2 separate regions of the Anas platyrhynchos genome follow, and region 2 is linked to region 1. The links are chromatin contacts, called in public Hi-C maps. All regions are on one chromosome and are shown on one strand. The core of a region is the stretch at or near the end of the contact, and the rest is flanking DNA. Distances in the headings are between cores, read along the strand shown.

The links. A called contact is a pair of places that touch in the nucleus more often than the background predicts.
Region 2: a contact with region 1 is called in a Hi-C map of F1 follicle, with 2.0 times the contacts expected there. The contact joins the promoter of PPIL2 here to the enhancer-like site in region 1. A contact is called at or near these places in 4 of 8 Hi-C or Micro-C datasets (F1 follicle, liver, skeletal muscle and 1 more).

Annotation. Positions count from the first base shown.
Region 1 is chr16:10,202,274-10,209,044 of IASCAAS_PekinDuck_T2T, forward strand. No RefSeq gene overlaps it. Among named protein-coding and RNA genes, the nearest start is that of YPEL1, 33 kb to the left of the region's middle. Within about 2 kb of position 3,773, at least 6 of the 8 cell types and tissues checked have an H3K27ac peak or open chromatin away from gene starts, as enhancers often do. A contact at or near this core is called in F1 follicle, where this site is marked.
Region 2 is chr16:10,277,893-10,284,663 of IASCAAS_PekinDuck_T2T, forward strand. PPIL2 (peptidylprolyl isomerase like 2) reads right to left here and starts at 4,309. Exons shown (of 20, transcript XM_027469628.3): 1 at 3,945-4,309; 2 at 3,803-3,852; 3 at 3,010-3,055; 4 at 2,060-2,122; 5 at 1,836-1,887. The coding sequence starts at 3,976. It overlaps HIRA (histone cell cycle regulator), which reads right to left. Exons shown (of 24, transcript XM_027469625.3): 24 at 5,393-6,362. The coding sequence ends at 6,246.

The DNA of each region.
Region 1 (6,771 bases), core at 2,523-5,022:
GGATCCCTCAGGTCTGTGGCCTTGAAGAGACCCAGGGACGGGTGGGACACCAGCAGGACCCAGCCATGCTGCTGCCACCTCTGGGCAGAAGAAAGCAGCGTCCCCCTCAGTGCTGCAGCTCAGTGACCCCCTGTCCCCAGCCCCCTCCCCAGGCCCCCATCACCCTCAGCCTCCCTGGCCCAGAAACCCAGACCCGGGCGGTGCAAGAGCTGAGCACTGGGAGGCTGGACCCATGCCAGGGACTTTGATCCCCGGCCATAAAATCCTCCTCCACAAACTGACTTCTCTTGTGAAACACAGCCTTGGGGTGGAAAGGAGGGGGGCTGAGAAAAGGCGCGCTGCCCCTGCCTGCACAGCCCTGGGGAAGGGGCTTTACCGGGGGTCACCTGCAGCTTCGCCCCGTAAATCTGTGGGGTCGCGGCTGGGCAGATGCCTGCTGCTGTACCAAATGTGTACACGTGTGGCCAAAGCCCAGCCATAAACGAAAGGGGCAGACACCTGCTGCTGAAGGGCACGACGATCCGCTGCTGAACATTTCCTTTTCCCATTTTTGCCATCTTATTTTAACTCCAACACCACCCAGCCTGCTGGTGAAGCTGGGCACTTTATGTTATTTGGAGGCAAACATACGAAAACGGATTTTTCGCAACGCCAGATTGCAGCTCGATGAAATGAAGGCCAAACAGGGGCTGCACAAGCGCAGAGGTGTAAAAAGATGGCAGAGGAGCATCTGCGGCTTCTGATGTGCCGGCCTGGCTGCGCATCCCGCAAAAGTGAGCACAAGCCCTGTCCTGTGGCCTGAAAACTCCTACAAGAGGGTGGCGTTCCCCCAGGAAATACAGCAGCCACCTGCTGCTTGCCATCCCCACTCCACAGCTAAACCCAGCATGTCCTGGTCTTGCTCACCACTTTTGTTAGCGTTGCACAATGTCTTATAACATCATCCCCGCCTCCTGCACCCACGGACGCACACATAATTGGGGCTGAGCATCCCGGAGATCCTTTCCTTCGTCCTGTGGTTGGGCTGGACATTGTAATTTTGCAGACTGACCATTCCCTCCCCTCCATGCAGCACCTCACTGGGTCCCAGTTTTGGGAGCATCCAGCCCCAGCGGCTCTGAGCACCAAGTGGTGGCACTGGGGGTGGGCTCACAGCGGCTGGGGCTGGCCAGCGGAGTGGGGACAGAGCGCAGCAGCTGGAAAACCTCGGCGAGCGTGTGGCTTCTTCCCCAGGGCAGGGAGGGCTTTCTCCAATTCACCAAAAAAATAAATAAATCCCAACCCCAAACGTATTTTTAAGGAGAAACAAAGATCAGAAATACTGTAAGCAGTGGAGACAAAGCACCAAAAATAGCATCTTAAGTTTCCTCTGTGCGCTCTCCCTGTAGGCAGCCTGCACTATATTTGTCTTCACTTGCCATTTCTGCTGCAATCAATTTGCAGTTGCCGCTGGCGAGGAACCCATCTATTAAAAGCTCGGCTGAGATCTGTGGTGAAGATGTCTGTAATACAAAAAATCTGGCCATTTTTGTAAATCAAAACAAACCCAAAACCAAGCACCCTCCGCACATCTCCTGGCCCTGGCACTGCACTGAGGTCACCGCCTGGGCTCCGGTCGCTCTGCTCCCTCCTGCAGCCCTGGCACCCAGCGCCCAGCTGGGGGGGTCACATTCTGCTGGTGCTTTGCCAGCCCGGCTTTTGGGGTTCCAGCACCACAGCCCCTGGCCAAGGTGCAGTTTGCTGGCGCTGGAGCATGTAGCAAAGTTTTGGGAGAAAGATTTGCTTTGCGGCTGCTCAGGCGCTTGGAAACATTTGGCGTTTTCTGCCTGGTGGTGCCTTATCTCAGCGATTTGCTGCAGGCCACCCTTGGGAGGCAGACTCCTCGAGGGTCAATTGCTTTTGTGGTAAATACAAATGTTTTCTATCATCATCTCTTTCATCCCGGGATGAAAGCAGAGATAGAAATCGCGTGACTCCCCCTGCTCCCTTGGTGGGCTGCTGAGAAGCTGCTCTCGCTGCCCCAAAATGTCTCCACGGGGAGATTTGGGGCTTAGAAAACTGAGGTTGGGGCTGTGCCCCTGAAAAATGCAACGGCAGCATTTCCAATAGGGTTTTGCTTCCTGGAGGCCAGCAGGGCCTGTTGGGCTGCACAGCTGGGACCCTCCCACCCATGGGGACACTGCACAGGGAAAACCTTTTTCCCATGGGTTTTCCCTGCCCGTGGTGCAGGCATGCCACTGCACACCAGGCTGGTCCCTGCACTCAGCATCCCTGGGATGCAGCCACCACGCTGCTCTCAGCCAAACCTGGCAAAAACCTCTTGAAAAAGAGGAGCCGAGGGAGGCAGGAGGGCGACGAGGCTGTTTTTAGGAGGCTGGAGGCACACAGCCTGTTTAGCCAAGCAAAACAGCGGCTGAGAGGGGATACAATTGCTGCCTATAAATAGCGCAGGGAAGCAAGCATTAGGGAGGGAAAAAAGCTATTCAAGCTAAAGGACAATGTTGGCACAAAAGCAAATAGATATAATTAGCCATTAATAAATGGAGGCCAAAGATTAGAGAAAGTATCGAATATCAGAAAAGTGAGAGCTTGGAAGGCTTTCCAGGGGGAAGGGTAGAGAACAACTCGACCTGCATTTAAAGCAGACTGTGGCTATTTTTTAAAAGCCATTAAGTTACAGGCTGTCAAATCCAGCCTGCCATGATCGCAGATGAGCCTTTTCTTCTGTGCAAAAGGGAAGATTCAGCCTCTCCGTGACGTCAGGAGCACAGAAACCACGCACAGGCCGGGGCAGCTGCCCAGTGCACAATGCTCCAGGGCAAAGTGCCGACCCCAGGGGCCCAGCGAGCCTCATCCTGCACCCCCAGCCCAGGGCCCCGTGTGGGCAGCAATGCCCCTGATCTGGAAAATATTGAAGTAAGCAGGCTCAAGCCGTGTGTGCCAGCCCCTGCGGGGAGCAGCCCCTGGCCAGCAGCAGAGGAGGAGGCCGGCTGCTCCGTGCTGAGCCCACACGGTGGGAGCAGCAGCTCCAGGGGAGGCCTCTGCTTTTCTTTCCTTCTTACGAAATCAGCTGTGGACAAACAAGAAATGAGCTCCGAACAGCAGCAGGCCTTGAGCTTGCTCTCACCAGCCCCTCTGACCTTTAAACAGCACCCAGCACAAGCAAAGTCAGTGCTGGCATCGCAGCCCAGAGGCTACAGAGCTCCCGCTCGCCCCGGGCACCGAAGGGGTGGCCGATGGAGGCAGTGCTGGCCAGGGCCGGCTGCGGGGCTGATCGGACGAGTGCCTGGGCAGGGGGTGCAGGAGCTGGCCCTGGCAGCAGGACGGGGTTGTCGGTTCCATCCGAGCCCTCCGTGCCCACAGGTGGGTGTTTGGGAGTTGCTGGGAAGGTGGAAACCCCACAAAGCACACTGCAGGATAGGCCATCACTTGCGCTTTTTTTTTCCCTCTGCCCCTCAGGGGTTAATGCCAAGGAGGATTTAAAAAACAGTCCCAGCACTGTCTCTGGGAGCTGTGTCACCCTTTTACCCCAGTGCACACTTGTTTCTTACACCCAGCCCCCACTTTTTACACAGGGCAGATGTCCTTGAGGTCTTTGCGGATGCAGTGGTCCGGCCACATCTGCCACAGGAGTGAATGCAGGAGGACAGGCTTCAGGCCCCGGCAGAGCCCTGGAGGCAGACAGGGCTGCCTGTGGCACCACAGAGGTGCTCAGGGCCTCCCCTTTCCCTTCCCTTCCCCTCCTTCCAGCCTGACACAGCCTCATATCCTCACACCCCAGGAGGCTCAGGCCTGGTCTGAGGCTTTGGGGCCGGGACGTGGCTCTGCCTGCTCAGCAGGACCCGCTGCTGTTTGCCTTCAGCTGTTTGAGTGTTTGAAAGAGGAGTTTTGGTACCAAAGGGCTGTCAGCTCCCACCACAGGGCTTTCAGGGCGCTGCTGAAGAGGCCTCCCCCAGCTGCCCCCCAGCGCGTGCTGGGCAGGGGGCCAGGCCGCGGGCAGCCGCGATGCCTGTCTGTTCGCAGGGGCACGGCTGTGGCAGGGAGACATCTCCCTCCTGGCTGCTATTTTCAGGGGATGAAGTCACCAGGCTGCAAGTGCCCGAGCTCGGCAGTGGTGACTCAGTGCTGGCCTTGCTGAGGCACCAAGCGCAGCTCCCAGCCCAGGCCCTGCCTCACACAGAGCTGCAGCACCCATGGCCTTTGGGGTCTCGGCTTCGCAACAACAGCACTGGGAACCCCAGTCCCACCGGGGCACTGAGGTTGCCCCCAGGCTCTCTCTGTCAGCTCCGAGGAGGAGCTGCTTCTCAGAGCCACCCCGGGGTTTGTTCCATAGGGACGAACGTCCCCTCAGCGGCAGCATCCCTCACGTGCCACGGGGCAGCCCAGCTCCTCACAGAGCAGAGCGGCTGCACCAGCCCTGGGCACAGCCTCGCCTCCAGCCCCTTCCCCACTGTCACCGCACAGGGCACTTAAATCCTCTGCTGCCACCTCAATAATATTTATTTCCAAAGAAAGCAGAAGCAAGAAAATCCTGGCCATACTGCATGCTGCAAGCCACTGCCAGGCCGGGGCCGGCAGCTGCCCGCCTCCTTCCTGTTTGGCCAATGCAGTTTGTTTGCCTTCTCCAAAGCAAACAGTGTGGATATTCTGGGGGGTGTTTGGCAAATCCCCCCCCACCTTGCTTATAAAAGCTGCTTCCTGGCATGAGGTTTCCGGCATCCTGTTCCTTCCAAACACCGTTGGCGAGGGGTGGCTGAGGGATCCCAGTAATATTTTAAGCTCCCAACAAAGCCAACAAAAGCCCCCCTCCACGGGGCCCAACAAAGCCCGTGCTGGGGTCACCGTGCCCGGTGGGGCTGCACCCACCAGTGCTGCACTGCCCGGCTGCCTATGGGACAGCACGGAGCCAGCGGCACCAACCTGAGGGCATGTGCCTGCTCCAGCACCTTCAGCATCCCCCCTCCTCTGTTAGCAGCACGACCACAAAACCTGCAGCTGCCCTGAACTGTTTCAGTGTCTCCAAAGACCGCTTTTACCTTGCTGTCCTAAAAGCCATGGTGACAACAGCACAATGGCAGCAATTTGCAGCAGACCGCCCGGGCAGCCACAGCATGAAGCCACACCAGACACAGCCTCATTGCTCCCGATTTCCTCTGGGATCATGGGCTCTTCTAAAGGGGATCAAGCAGATGAACAGCAGCTTTTTCTGCTCTTAATTCTGCTTTTCCTGCTAGGCAAGAGCCACAAAGCCTTAGCAGGGGCTCCTGGCCTCAACGCCACCCTTCCAGCCCTCAGTGCAAGGCCAGGCTGTGGGGCCCGGTGCCTGCATGAGCCCAGCCATGACCCAGCAAAAGGGGATTCTGCTTCCTGCTGGCAGCTCTGTGGCTCACAGGGGTGGCTGCCCCCTGCTCCTTACCAGCAGCTGCATCAAGGCTTGAACCATGGACATCAGGCCAAAGCCCAGGGAAACGAATGGGCACAAACATCTGCTTGCTCAGACAGGAAAGCAAGTGCTCGCCCAGCTTCTCACCCTAGGGGGGAGCAGCTTGGGCCCTGGGGAGCAGTCACTGCTTGGTCCCTTTCTTGAAAGGAGCCTGAGAGAGAAGCAGGATTTTCCTGGAGAACTCAAAACACAGAGTTTGACTGCAAACTACTCGCACTTCACAGCCCTGCAAGGGATGGGCACCAATTTGATCTTTCCTGGATGCTGAAGCAGAGCAATTGCCTGTCTGAGCTCCTGCTTCCAACAGAGTGGGCTGTAGCAGCCGGAGCCAGTGGGAAACAGGCAAATTTAAAATGAACAATATCCTGTTTTTTTCCTTTTGGTAAGTATGGAAATAGAGTTGTATCTATTTAGTTTAAAACCCATTAAATTAGCGTGGCTTCCCACACAGACAATACCACAGCAGTCCTCGAAGGGCCTCCTGATGTCACGCCAGAAAAAGCAGAGGTGACAGAGTGCAGCTCCCGCGTGCCCCACATCTCCGCAGCAGGACGGGAATGAGCAGTCGCAGCTGCCAGCCCCACCACACGCCGCTGCCTTCTCGAGGTGCCCTGTGTTTGTGGCACTTGCTGTGGCAGCGCCAGGCCTCAGGAAGGGATGAGTCCGCTGGTCACCCAGTGTCTCTGCTTTTCATCAAAATGACTCAGGTGTGGGGCACAGCAAAGTAACAGAGCGCTGGTGCTATTACAGTCAAGGCCAAACAAAAGCTATGTGAAATCCTTATTTTTCCCTCTCCTTCAAGAGCATTGACTGTGATAGTGCCAAAGACACACAAAAAAAAATCTGCTTACAAATAGCATAGCAGGACACAGGAGTGTTTTTCTGTAGTAAGGCTACACAATCCCTGCTTGACCCTCAGGCCAGAACTAGAGTTTAGGGTGCTGTCCTTGCTGCAGAACTAAGCGATTAAAGGGGCAGAAAAGGTTTCAGAAATCTTTTCCAGGTAGTGGAAACCGCAAACCATCCCGCAGTGAGACAGGTTTTGTAAAAAATGAGGGCTACACGACACTGCCCTGCTCTGTGTACCCACCTTGTGCCCAGCAAGCTCGCTAAACATTTTGACTTGTATTTAAAATAAATAAAAAAAAGAGGTTGTGTCACTTTGTCCCTGTAGTTCTGCTGATCAGAAGAAAAGCTGAAGTAAAAAACAAATAAACAAAGAAAACCAAAACCTGACCAACTATGCAAAAGTTGAGGTGTCGGAGGGAGCAGAGAGGTGGGAGTTTGGAACAAGAGCTGGCTGCGTGCTCTGGCTGCTCAAGTCCTGG
Region 2 (6,771 bases), core at 3,059-5,558, 76 kb after region 1:
GCCTTTGTCTCTGGACAGAGCTGTACAGCACAACTCCACCACTGAAGAAAAGGGAAGAAGAAAGGGGGCTCCCCAAAACAGAGCAACACAGGAAAAAGGAACACACGTAGAGAAGAGCTGCAGGTGCACTGCAGATCAGCCATGGAAGTGTAAGTCCAGGTAAGTTCACAGATGTCAAAGTTAGACTTCATTTGAGCATTTATGGTTCACCAAGAATACTCTGCACATCCTCACTTTCTCTGTATTGCACAGGACCAATAGACACGCTACACTTCTTGCATGCATTTACCAGAAGTAATTTTAAACCACATCACGGTTCACAGAATGAAATGAGAACAGGTGTCATGGAGCTGATCCGAGTTTAAAAAAAAAATAATAATCTGGCAACACCCCAAACCTCCTAACCAATGCACTGAGTAGCAAGGTAGTAAGAGGCTGGCAAAACTAACTGAAATAGCTGTAATTCCATTCCCTTTAAACATCACATATTGGCCTCTTCATGTGTAAAGAAAGACCTTCAATCATCTCTCCATCATGCAAGCACACCTGCAGTTTGCTATAACTGATGATATTCAGTCTCAGACAGTCTGTTCACGTTTGGATTTTGGAATGCAGCATCTGTATTTAGCTCCTCCTCATATCTGTCTGCTGCGAAAATCTTTAATCAAATACAAGATGTTTCAAAGGTAACCTCATACCACAAAACAATCTGTAAACCAACCAGAAATTCTGTGCAATGGCTGCCACCAAATGCTCAGGAGAGTAACTGCACTTACTGAAGAAAAAAGTTTCAGTAAATCAAGCAACAATTTTTGTTTAAAATATACGTTCTCAGAAAAAAAAAATAATAGTCTTTTAACCCACCACAAAAAAAAAAAAAAAATCCAGTATTTTGTATGCATCTGGTGCTCTAGAACTTCACGCTATTACAGAAAGTATTCCTTCATAATTAGTGCTTAAGTGGAAAAAGGGAAGAAAACAGTAAAGCCCTGGGTACAGTGTGAAATCCCAGTCTTACAGTTAACTATCATGACAGAGCCAGGACAGAAACTTACTGAAATAAATCGTCAAGATAATTCAAAAGATTTTGCACATTAAGTTATCATTCATTAGCACTAATATTAATCTCTTTAACCCGCATGGAACCAAATATCCACTTGGTTAGGAAACACCACTGCAAGTTTTAGTACAGATGGAGAAGAGAGCTAGTCAGCATCTTGCCCTGTGGACTGGAATTCACCTTATACAAGGCAGCAGTACTGACCCTTCCTCATCACCAGCCAGCTAGGCTTTCTGGGCATCGCTAGCAATAACAAAAGAGTTAGGAGTTCCAACTAGAAAGACTTAAATTATGCCATAAACATAAGATAAGCAAAAACATTAAAAAAAAAAAAAAAAGAAAAAAGGGAGGGAGTGGTGGTGGGGAGTTTGTATAAATGAATTGCCCATTTCCTCCACAATGTGGTTTACATCTTCTTTTACTGTGGAAAAGAAGAAAATATAATGTTCTTCTCTTTCTTCTGCAAACAGTCAGAGTGTGATTATTTTCTACTATAGAGATCATTAGCAGGATGACAATAAGAGAACACCAGATCTCAAATCCAGAAACGCCCCCAACTTTTTTTTTTTTACCTTTTTTTTTCCTAAAAAGAAATCCCTTGTAAGTCTGTGCTTTAATTTTACAAACTTGATGTCAGAAATACCATACTTTATAACAGTACTACCATTCAACTTGTTTTACTTTCACTAAAGCATTTTTAACTCCCACACATTAAATACAAAACCGAACACAATGAAAGCCAACACAGCATATGAATACAACCCTCATTACTTACTTCTCCTGTGATAGGGTTGGTTCCATATTTCTTTATCCAAGGAACAATGCTCCTGAAAAGAGAAGGAAGAAAGTAATAAGATTCAAGCAACAATGGCAACCTCTATTATTTTTTAATAGCCAAGATTATTTCTACCGACTTGCTAAGATCAAATGATGAGTACACAGCTGTAACCAAGCAGTTCAGCAACACAAAAATAAAGCTAAGTACAGACAGTAACTTACAGTATGTCAAAGACTGTCCCATCTGGTGTGCAAACTGGATATTCAAATGGCTGCAGAGACAAACTAGAAAAAAAGTACATGTTTTTAGCAAAATCAGCTGGAAATCATGATGACAGAAGCAAATAACATTTAGCTGAATCACTTGCATATTAAAGGAAGGCCTATACCAGCGAAAATACTGAGTGGCTGCCAATACTCACTACATGATATTCTACATAAATTAGGTTAAAAACAAGATCTCTGAAAGGAACTGATGCAGTTCAGCACCCACTGCCATACAACCACAGGTGTAGATGCTGTGATACTCCTGAAGCTGCTTCTGTTGCCCCAGCAGGTTCTACCCGCACACAAGATGGTCCAAGCAGACACGCTGTCTTTGTACTAAACAGGCTAGGGAGTAATTGGCAATTACATTCGGTATCTCTTGTTAGGGATGTTTCCATAATTCCTTCAGCTTTTAGCCAAGCAGCAGTAGTAAGTAGGTGGGGATGGAACCTTCTGGAACTATTTGATTTACTAGACAATATCTAACCCACCTCTACTAACTCCCATCATTCTAGGACTTCAAGAATGAAACTAAACACAAAAATAGGATAAATATCCTTTCAGTCTATCTAATCACTGCCTCTGAGATACAAATAACTGTCCAACCATATTCTAAGCAGGAAAAAAATTGATTCAAGTCCCAATTACACAGATTTCTAAGATTGGAACAAGCATGGTAACTGTTCAGAATTATTTTATCACTTTTAGCCATCAAATTCAATCTCAGCAGACACTAAGGATGGGAAATACTGATATTGTTTCAGTTCTTATTGAAATTTTCTTGTTGCATTGCTATCATAGCAGACACAAGTCAATGAAAGTACCTTGGAAGAACACAGCTTCAGCAATAGCTCAGATGAAGAGACAGGTCATTTAATAACGATAATGTAATTTTATTGCTTTACCTGCAGTGATCAAATGATATACGTCTGAAATTAGTTCGTGGATGGTCTGTTTATGAGAAACAAAGCACAGGATTAATACAAAGTATGCCAGGTAACAAAGAAACATTTGAAGTTACATTGCGCAATCTGTGTGGTAGCAATTTACCAATGACAAGAATAAACACAGTAAGCTCTGCAAACCCATAACTAAAATCAGATTCCTACTGTAGAGCACAAATACGCTCCTCAACGGAAATAACAATCAGAATAAAACGAGCAGAGATCCGACAGACTGACAGCACTGCATTTAAATGAGATGATTAATTTGTAAGTGCCTTCATGCTCTGCCCTACCGGTAGATGCAGAACTTGCTGAGGGCAAGGAGAGTTCATCTGGACGTCACACCTCCAATTTCAGCATTTTTCATGCTCATCAGTGTCACCAATTTTTGGACCCGCAGTTACAAGGCTCAGCAGTTCCAAAGCCAACCCAGGGAGCGCTCAGACATCCCTGCAGCCTGTAGGAGCTGTGCTCGAGGAGCTCCTTTCACCGGCCACCCTGAGCGACGTGACCCCGTGCCAGAGCCCTCGCACCGCTGCTCAAGCAAAGCAAGGGACAGAGAGTTTAGAGAAGGAAGTCTGCGGAGCTCCAGCAGAGAGGAGACTGGAAATTTGAGTGCAAGCGTGGAGACAAGGCCAAAGGAGACGGAGAGCAGCCCGGGGGTGCCTGAGGAGGGCAGCCCCAGCCCCAGCCCCGGCGGGGAGCGAGGCGCAGCAGCAGACCCGGGGCAGGGCCGCGGGGAGGAGGCACTCACCTGCCTTCTTGCCGCCGTAGAACTGCGTGTACTCGGCGCAGGTGATGTACCTGCGGGCAGAGCGGGGTCACCACACGGCACACAGCCACACGGCCACCCCCCCGCGCCCCCCGGCCGCCCCCCTCCCCGCCGCCCCGCTCACATCTTGTCCTTCTGGTGCTGCCGCTTCCCCATGGCTGCGGCTCGGCCCCGACCGCCGCCGGCACCCGCACGGCTGAGGCCGCGGAGCTTTTCCGGGGCGGGTGCGGCTCCGAAGGGCCCCGCCGGGAAACGCGGGCGGCGAGCGGCGTTCCGGGGCCGGCCCTCAGGAGGCGGCGGAGAGGGAGAGCCTCGGGGGGCGGCTGAGGGGAGCCGGGGGGCGGCCGCGGGCCCTGCCGGGGCCCCTCAGCTCAGGGGCGCGGCGCCACCCGCTCGGCAACGCCGGGCCTCGGGCACGGCTGAAGGCGTGAGGGGCTGAGGGAGGGCAGCTCCCGCTCGTCAGGCGGCCTGGTGGCCGCTTCCACAGAAAAAGTAGAAAGTAAAAAAAAAGAAATGGTGCGTTCAGCTGGTCCAGATCAGACTCGAGTGTCGTCCCGCCCCTCCCCCGAAGTGATTCCAGTTCAAAGTGTCCAAATGGACTGGGAGAGCCGATTTGTTTCTGCAGCTGCACAGGCCTCCTTTCCAAAAAGGCACAGCTCGGAAGCATGGAGTTGAAAATGGATAAAACGTAGCTTAAGGCCATGCTACCACCATGTTTTTCTGTCATGGTATATTGAACTGCTGGGAGCAGAGGTCAAGGAAACTGGGGCAGCTCTCCCTAGCTGGACGGTTGTGTTGCCCCAAGGAGCACATCTCTCCCTCCTCGGGTCCAGCCCGCCATGTGGCTGCAGACACCCACCAGAACACAGCCCTCAGCAGCCAAAATCCACAGCAGTGCAGCTATTCCTCGCCACTGCTGCCTGGCATTCCTCACAAGGGTGAGAGATCGACTGTTTCTGCTAGAAGTTGCTGTACATGGCATGCACTACACCCCTGTAACAGAGGGGTAATTTTTAAATACAAACACTGACTTCAATAATAATTTTCTTACTCAGAAACACCCCAACTAAGGCAGTAAACTGGGACACACCTAAATAGTTGGGCCCTGGCAATAACTGAAGCCATACACTTGCTTCCTTCCCAGCACCAAGCATACTTCAGTGAAGAAAACAAGTTGACTGATTTGGTTTCAGTGCAATTCAAAAACCACTCCACAAGTGAACTGCTGGCAGGGCACCAACACCATTTTGTTATTATGGAATGCCACACAAACAACATTGCCATAACTGGATGAAGTTTGTCACTGCTTTCAGCAGTGGTTAAGGGAGCCCTTTTTACTTTGGGTTGCCTAAAATAATGAGTACTCCCCACATAGCTCCTGCCCCTTCAGAGGAGATGTGGCTTTAGGATGTAGCTGCTCTCAGGTGACTACAAATACTTGTCTGATCCTGCTCTTAGAGTAAAGATCACCCAGACAGTATTATGTATTTCTAGAGACGTTAACATGATTCAGCTTGTGTTGACGTTTCTGGAGATGCCGTTTGTAATATAAATATAAAATTCAAGACCATGTTTGTTTTTTCATTTTTTAAACCAATGCGGTGTTCATTTATTTTTGTACTTACAAAAAGAGCCATCCCATTGTATCCCTCCCCCTCCCCAAAAATGCCTTTTACAAACATTTAAAAATTAAAAACCAGATGATGACATGTTAATTTGGTAAATTATTTTGAAACATAGCTTTTGTAATATTAGAGTTAGATTTCCTACAAGATGACTTTGTAGAGATAGCCTGATTACTGGCCAAATAAAATTCCATATTACAAGTTAGCAAATTCTAGTACAAAAATAGTCCATGTGTTAGAACAGCCTCTTATTATTATTATATTCACAGGAAAGAGTCTATTGGCTGTATAATATGTTAATATTTATGAAATTTCTTTTTATGTGGCTCATTCATCTAATTTAATATAGTGTTGAGCCTCAATAAATCCTCAGTCAAAAAACCCTAAACAGGGTTAAATATGCTGTTCAGTGTACTCTGAAGTACTGTGCTTTTCACAGGACATCCAAGAAACCCTACAAACAGTTCTCAGCTAGTTTTGATATTAAAATGAGATACAGATCCAAAAGGACCCCCCTGAAGTACATATCCACGACTTTCCATAGAAACAGAGGCCACAGCTTCGATGGTTAAGTTTCACTTGGGAAACTATCTAGGTCATCCACTCATTTTCATGGATCCACTTGTGAGCTTCTTTAAAATCTAAAGCAGGTCACTCGAGAAGCATCTGGGACCCTTATGGCACTGCCCTCTTCAGCAGCGTTCCACACTGACCGGGCTCTCTCTCTTCTTCGGTCTCTGGTTAATGCTGTTCAGCAGTTTCTATCAGACCAGGCGCCTCAAGGAAAATCTGGGGAAATGCTACTTATCTCTCAAGATGTCTAGCTGCTCTTGATATTCTGTGAAAAGCCTCTGGAAGCGGAGGTTCTGTCCAATAACAGGAAGAAGTTCTTTCAATAGTTCTCTCTTTCGTAAACCCTGCAAAACAAAAAAGAAAAACACAAAAGCATCCTTAGAATGCATTATTTAATATCATGAATAAAATCCATAGGACTGCAAGATTGTCTTTTTTCCTGCCTGGAAGGAGCTATGTAATTTTATGTTCTTACTGTGCTTACATGACTCCCAAAATAAAAACTGTTTTTACATTTATATATTCATTAAGCTGGTGCAGCCTCTGCACAGCTAGACTTCAGGCATGCTCTGAGGAGAAAAGACATTTTATTGGCATGTCACTATTTCAAAGCTGCTGTCTGAACAATGTGGAGACCTGAAAACTCAGCTCTACTCCCAACTGATTTTTATTCAAAACAGCACCAGTGCTGAGACCATGGCATTAAGTATTTGTATACAGTTCCACATGAAATAAATACAAGTGCCATGAGAG